Linked DNA regions of Sus scrofa: region 2 is linked to region 1. A link is a contact called in public HiChIP or PLAC-seq data. All regions are on one chromosome and are shown on one strand. The core of a region is the stretch at or near the end of the contact, and the rest is flanking DNA. Distances in the headings are between cores, read along the strand shown. Region 1 overlaps KIF13B (kinesin-like protein KIF13B). Region 2 has its middle 21 kb from the start of KIF13B.

The links. HiChIP or PLAC-seq counts read pairs in DNA pulled down with a chosen protein or histone mark.
Region 2: a contact with region 1 is called in an H3K27ac HiChIP or PLAC-seq map of alveolar macrophages. The contact joins two enhancer-like sites. A contact is called at or near these places in 5 of 47 Hi-C or Micro-C datasets (alveolar macrophages, embryonic fibroblasts, fibroblasts and 2 more) and 2 of 2 datasets of contacts at active chromatin or transcription factors (alveolar macrophages and skeletal muscle).

Annotation. Positions count from the first base shown.
Region 1 is chr14:12,994,949-12,998,201 of Sscrofa11.1, forward strand. The region is part of intron 14 of KIF13B (kinesin-like protein KIF13B); the gene reads right to left. Among named protein-coding and RNA genes, the nearest start is that of KIF13B, 100 kb to the right of the region's middle. Within about 2 kb of position 1,568, at least 7 of the 83 cell types and tissues checked have an H3K27ac peak or open chromatin away from gene starts, as enhancers often do. A contact at or near this core is called in alveolar macrophages, where this site is marked.
Region 2 is chr14:13,119,772-13,123,024 of Sscrofa11.1, forward strand. No RefSeq gene overlaps it. Among named protein-coding and RNA genes, the nearest start is that of KIF13B, 21 kb to the left of the region's middle. Within about 2 kb of position 1,645, at least 31 of the 83 cell types and tissues checked have an H3K27ac peak or open chromatin away from gene starts, as enhancers often do. A contact at or near this core is called in alveolar macrophages, where this site is marked.

The DNA.
Region 1 (3,253 bases), core at 318-2,817:
CAATGGGCTTTAAACGACATCTGTATAGAAATTAAACCACTAACCAGGAACTATAGACTTTAGTTCCATCATGTTCCCTCCTCCACTACCACTTTCCTAGTCCCAGCCACCAGTGGTCTTGCCCACCTGGCACAACCTGGATGTCTAAAGACATTTCAAAGTGAAAGGGCCAAAGCAGCACTTTTGCTTCAACCTCTCCACCACCCACTCTCTTCCCCAAGACCAATGGCACTACCCTACCACCACCCACTCGGTCCACTGAAAAAGCTTAGATGCTATCCCGGAGTCCTCTCTTTGCTTAGCAGCCTACCTCTAGCCCATGTCAATCAGGAAATCCTCACGCACTCACCCTCTGAAACATATCAAGAATCAGTTCATTTTCTCCAACTCCACTCTCAAATGCCAGACCTTGCCTGGGTGAATACAGAAGGCTCCTACTATTTCTCCACTTCTACATACCTCATTCCATCCACTCCAGTCACAACAGCTGACCACGTGATCCTCTATTTAGAGCCCTCTAGTGGCTTCCAGGGAAGTTCAAATTCTTACCCAGGCTTACACCCTCTGTGATCCGTTCCCCACCAGTCTCTCTTATCCCAGCTCAGCCACACAGGCCTTTCATCTGTTCTCTGAACACACTGACAATTTCCTCTGTCTGAAGTGTTCCTCTTCTGATCTCAATATTGGTAGTTTATATTTCTACCTCAGCTTTTAAGGGCACATCCTAAGAGAGGTGTATCCTGAACCGACAATCAGAAATAGCTACCCTATTACTCTCATACCTGAATTTCCGACATAGCACTGACTTGCACATTTACCATCCATCTCCACAGCTAGCTCAGAAACCCTAAGGGAGCAGAGATCAGCCTGACCTGCACCCTGCCCCCTGTCACTGAATTCTAAGCATGTAGCACAGGCCTGGTACATTTAGCCATTAAATAAATATAAAAGAAAAATAAATGAATAATCACTTCCTTTAGCAATCCCTTCAGACTCAGGAAGAACATTCTCTCCTCTTCCTTGCCAATAACCCTTTCAACTGTGCTCTGGGGAGTTCTCTTGTGGCGGACCTGGCATTGTCACTGCAGTGGTTCAGGTCACTGCTGTGCCTCATGTTCAATCCTTGGTCTGGGAACTTCCATATGCCTTGGGCACAATCAAAAAAAAATTATATTCTTTGTTCCAATTCTTCTCACCCCTTCTGGGATCTCAGTCTCATAAAAAGCCTTCTTCTGGAGTTCTCATCATGGCTCAGCAACGAACTCAACTAGGATCTATGAGGATGTGGGTTCGATCCCTGGCCTTGCTCAGTGGGTTAAGGATCCAGCGTTGTTGTGAGCTATAGTGCAGGTCACAAACGTGGCTCATATCTTGCATTGCTGTGGCTGTGGAGTAGGCTGGCAGCTGTAACTCCGATTTGACCCCAAGCCTGGGAACTTCTGTATGCCACATCTTCGCCCCGCCCCCCCAAAAAAGGAAAAAAAAAAAAGCTTCTTCCTTTCTATTACTTTCATTTCCCCTTTTCTGGAGGTTTCTTCTCTCAACTATGCTGCAGTAGTGTTTCCCAGGAAACAAAGAGCTGGGATCAGAACTGTACCATGGTACCCTACTGAGTCATTGAGGAGAGTATATAATATACACAAAGAACATTCCAGGCAATTGTCCACTCAATATTGGCTGAGGCTTCCTGGCCAATACCATACTTTCCTAACCTGGAGAACAGGACTTGATGAGGTGGAAACTACAACTAATGCTTTAGTGACATTCGGTGGCAGGACTACGGAATCCATTACACGCCTTTCCTGATTCCCCACCTCTGCCCTGTCTTACAACACCAGCTGCAAAGTAGAGAGAAGTTCCAAAAGGGAGGAAAAAATTCTGAAGAGAAAAAGAGCCCAAGACCACTGTAAAAAGAAGAAAAGATCTCCAAAGCACTTGGGTTAGGCCACTTCTATGTATCATCCCTTTCCTCCTTCCACGAGAAAGTCTAGCACAAGTCCTAGACTATGGTTGTGATGCCAAAACCTTTTTTGTGTACTTGAGGGTGGAGGTAGTTGGGCATACAGAACCAACTCCTACTGTCACACTCCAAGATTAGACACAGGTTCACTCCCATGTCACTGCCTTGCTTTGGTTCTCTTTGCCTGAAATGCTCTTCCCTTCATCTAAATACAAAATAGCTTTAACACCTACTTCTAACTTCATCTACTTACAGGTTTCAGTAGTAGCCTACCATGACTTTCCCCTTCTCTAAACCCCTATTACACTCAGAGTCAGCACCGCAATTTACTATTGCATGAATGTTGGCTTTTTCCTTTATTTATTGGCTGTGTCCGCAGAAGGTGGAGGTTCCAGGGCCAGGGATCAAATCCATCCCACAGCAACAACACCAGACCTTAACCTACTGAGCCATCAGGAAATTCCATTTTTCCCTTATTTAGATAGTAAGCTATACTCTCATGTCTTCTCCAACAACAAACATAGTTCATGATACACAGTGAAAGCTGCTAGGGGTCCACTGATAAACTCAATTAAAAATCATCAGAGATATCAGCTCAAACACAAAGGTCTAATCCAAATTCTAGAAGGAAAATTTCATATTTTGAGCACTGAGCAAATATATTGAGCACCTATTTTGAGCTGAGCACTGAGCCATGAGAGACAAAAAAATACGCAACATCCCTTGGAGTTCCTGTCGTGGCACAATGGTTAAGGAATCTGACTAGGAACAATGAGATTGTGGGTTCGGTCCCTGGCCTTGCTTAGTGGGTTAAGGATCCGGCATTGCTGTGAGCTGTGGTGTAGGTTGCAGACGAGGCTTGGATCCCGAGTTGCTGTGGCTCTGATGTAGGCCAGCGGTTGTAGCTCCAATTCGACCCCTAGCCTGGGAACCTCCATATGCTGCATGAGCGGCCCTAGAAAAGGCAAAAAGACAAAACACACACACACACACACACACACAAATGAACATCCCAAATGTAGACCTTACATTATAAATGACAACATCAGTGTCTCATTTGAAGTTATAATCTATTCTGATTTGGATGATGATTTGCTGGAATCTCAAATATTGAGTTCTAAAAGCTCAAATCTGCTAAAGCCATAAACAAGTTAGACAGTAAGCTTTTTAATAAGTTTTTCCTAAGAACCTTTATTGCTCTAAGGACTGCAATAAAAATAACTGATGAGGAAAAGAAAGAAACTTATCATAGGTCAGAACAGAAGCTTATCTAATGAGTAACTAAATGCTGTG
Region 2 (3,253 bases), core at 395-2,894, 120 kb after region 1:
ACTGCAAGTCAGAAACTGGTTCTCTGTCCAAGATGTTATCACTAAACCATAAACTGGATCAAGAATCCAGGAAGTTAAGAGGGTGGGTCTAGGAGTGTTTGTGGCCTGATGGGAAGACAAAGCTTATTTTCCTCTTTACACATCCTCCAGGGCTGGGGCAGGTGTGCCTGGGCCTAACCCAGGCCAACTGGGAACAGGAACAGCCAGCTGAGGAGCGAGAACTTGAAAACTGTGTGGTTGCAGGTGAGTGGGCATGAAGATTCTACCAGGTGTGACAAAGCAGAGGTGCCACTCACCACTGGCTGCACCATAGTCTCCCTGGGAAACCTTTTCAATCCCAATGTCCAACCACACCCCAGACAAATTAGATGGGAATTTCTGGGGTTGGGTGTTGGAATGCTTGACAAAGCACCCCAGGCGATCTTAACATGAAGCCAGAACTGGAAAGCACTGAATTAAAGGCAGGTTCTCAGAACTGTTCCTGACAAGAGTGATTCTGATAAGAGTCATTTTCTTGTGACCAACTGGTAATTACAAAACATGCTTTTACAAAAATAGTGTTTAAAGAACTATTTAAACAATAATAGATGTGTTTTTAAAAATAGAGATAAATCAATAACTATGGAAGCTAAGAAGAGTTGGAGCTTCGTCCAAATTAAGCAGATCCAGGAGTTTGATCTGGGAGTGATATGACACAAGTGACAACTTAGGAAGAATAATTGGATGCTGATGTGTTGGGTAGAGCTGGTTTCGTTCAGCAAAGAGTTATTTACCGTGGTAGCTAGCATTTATTGCTCAAACCTGCCAACAGCCCCATAGGGGGCTTGTGGTACCTTGTTTTATAGATGGAGAATCCAACGGTGAGCTAGGTTAAGTGACTTGCCCAAAGTGGGGGGAAAAAAAGAGCAGAGTTAGGATCTGAATCCAGAATTCCCTTCAGGAGCACCTTGCTGGGCCACCTGTCACGTCATGAATGACGATGCCTATGTATTCTTTGGGGACACACAATATATGTCACAGTCCTTCAAGAGGGGGTAGATGGGTCAAGATATACCCACCATGGTGATGATAAATTCTTATTGGTGTTCTGAGGACACCCGTGGGACATGGCTAAGCCTGTTGTGAGGAGTGGTGCTGGAAGAAACAACAGGAGACTTGTCTTTAAAGGAGGGCAAAAGAGTGGAAATCAGGGAGGGCAGTTAGAGAGCCATTGGGATGTTGCTGTGGGGATGGGAAGGAGAAGTCATTCTTCCCCTCATTTTCCCCCCTCTTCCTGGATTTGGAATTAAAATACATTTGGAGGCCACTGATGAGACTAACACTCCAGGACCCTCCTGAAGCGAAGAGGCCGAGGAGAGTTTGACGCTAGGGCAACACCGCCACCTGGTGGACAATATTTTTATTGCAGGCAACGTGCCTCTGCGGTGAACTTTTATAACATTAACACTCCTTTTCAAATCATCTGAATTTTGCCGACTGTTAACACATATTTAGCACTTCCTTAACATAAGTTAGGAAGCTCTACCTAAGGAAGCTTGCCTGCCCGATTTTGAAAAGGAAAAAAGGACCACCCTACCCCGAACAGATGGCAGGACGACCCTGGCTGAGACTGGGGTTTCCCCAAACCAGAGCTTCTGGATCCCAAGGGAACTGGGAAGTCAACAAGGGTCTCAGACTTCCTCCCTCTTGTCCTTTCTTCCTTTATCTCCTTTCCTCCCCTCCTTAATTCTCTCTTTTAAATTTTCAGCGTTTTAATAACTTGTTTTACATTTATCTGAGGCCATTTTGGTGTGGGGCAGATAGAATTTTATAACACTGCTTATCTCAGAGTGACCCAAAATGTATGGTAGCTATCATTTGTGCGTTTTCGTAAATAAAAACTGGAAACCCAAGTCGATTTTAATAAATTCAGTTTGGCAGGCAAACAGTTTTTTGACCAAAATCTAGAGCTTCTGCTTTAGGGAAGGGTAAGTGCTGCCCTCTAGTGGACATATCTTAACATTACAGTCTATGAATGAGGCTCGAACAGGAGAGAGCGCAAGGTAAAAATTCTGCCTTGGGGAAGGGTAAGTGCTGCCCTCTAGTGGACATATGTTAACATTACAGCTCATGAATGAGGCTCAAGGAGAAGAGAAGGTGCTTGATAAGACTTCTGCAAATACTACTATCTTCTTCTTCTGAGGATTCCTTTGAGCTCTTAAAAATTCTCAATTTCCTGAACAACATTCCACATCCCAGAATCCACAAAATATCTGCACTGTTCTGGCTAATTTAGCTTTTCTATCTCCTTCCCTTTTGCCTACGTGTAGCCTGATCACAGTTTCCTGTCCAGAAATCTGCCAGGTATCCCACTACCCAGGGTTCCTACCAATTCCATGCCCATTTCTGGCTGCTGGGGAAGGAGGTGAGGACAACGGGTATGAAGACACATTGAGCAACTTCTCTTCATTGTGATCATCAAGGACCATTTGTTGGTCTTCTACTCTTGCAACAAGTATTCATTACTTCCTAACACATACAGGCCATTTATACAAAACACGTTAGTGAGCAAGACCCAAGAAGTCATTATTCCTGCCTTAAATAGCAAGGCAAGTGAGGATGAAGCAGTGTAAAGACTTTGGACGGGGAACGAACTAGGTCCAAGTCCTGGCCCTTCCCAAATGCCATGGGAGCAGTGGAAATATCTCAGTCCCTCAGCTTCCTGAACTGTAAACTGAAAGGGTTAGACTAAGTGAGTTTTAAAGATAAGTTTAGGGAGTTCCAGTTGTGGCTCAGTGGGTTAAAGACCTGACATAGTCTCTGTGAGGATGAGGGTTTGATTCCCCGGCCTCCCTCAGTGGGTTAAGTATCTGACGTTGCCGCAGGCTGTGGTGTAGGTTGCAGATACAGCTTGGAGCCAGTGTTGCTGTGGCTGTGGTGTAGGTTGCAGCTGCAGTTCCAATTCGACTCCTAGCCTGGGAACTTCCACATGCTGCAGGTTAGGCCAGGAAAAGAAAAGAAAAAAAAAAAAGTTTAGCTCTACTTTGGATGATTTACATTGTCTGGACTCTTCTTAAAATTTCTATTCAGAGGTACCTCCTCTGAGGATTTAGTTATTTGTTAGTGTATAACCATGCCTAGGAAGTGGTCTCAGACCTGTCAGATATCTGATTGCCTCTTACTAGTGGTGTGTTATCAGTTCTTTATTGTGAAACATATTACCCAAAGCTTAGTGGCTAAGAACAACAATGTTCGTTACCTCAGTTTCCATGGG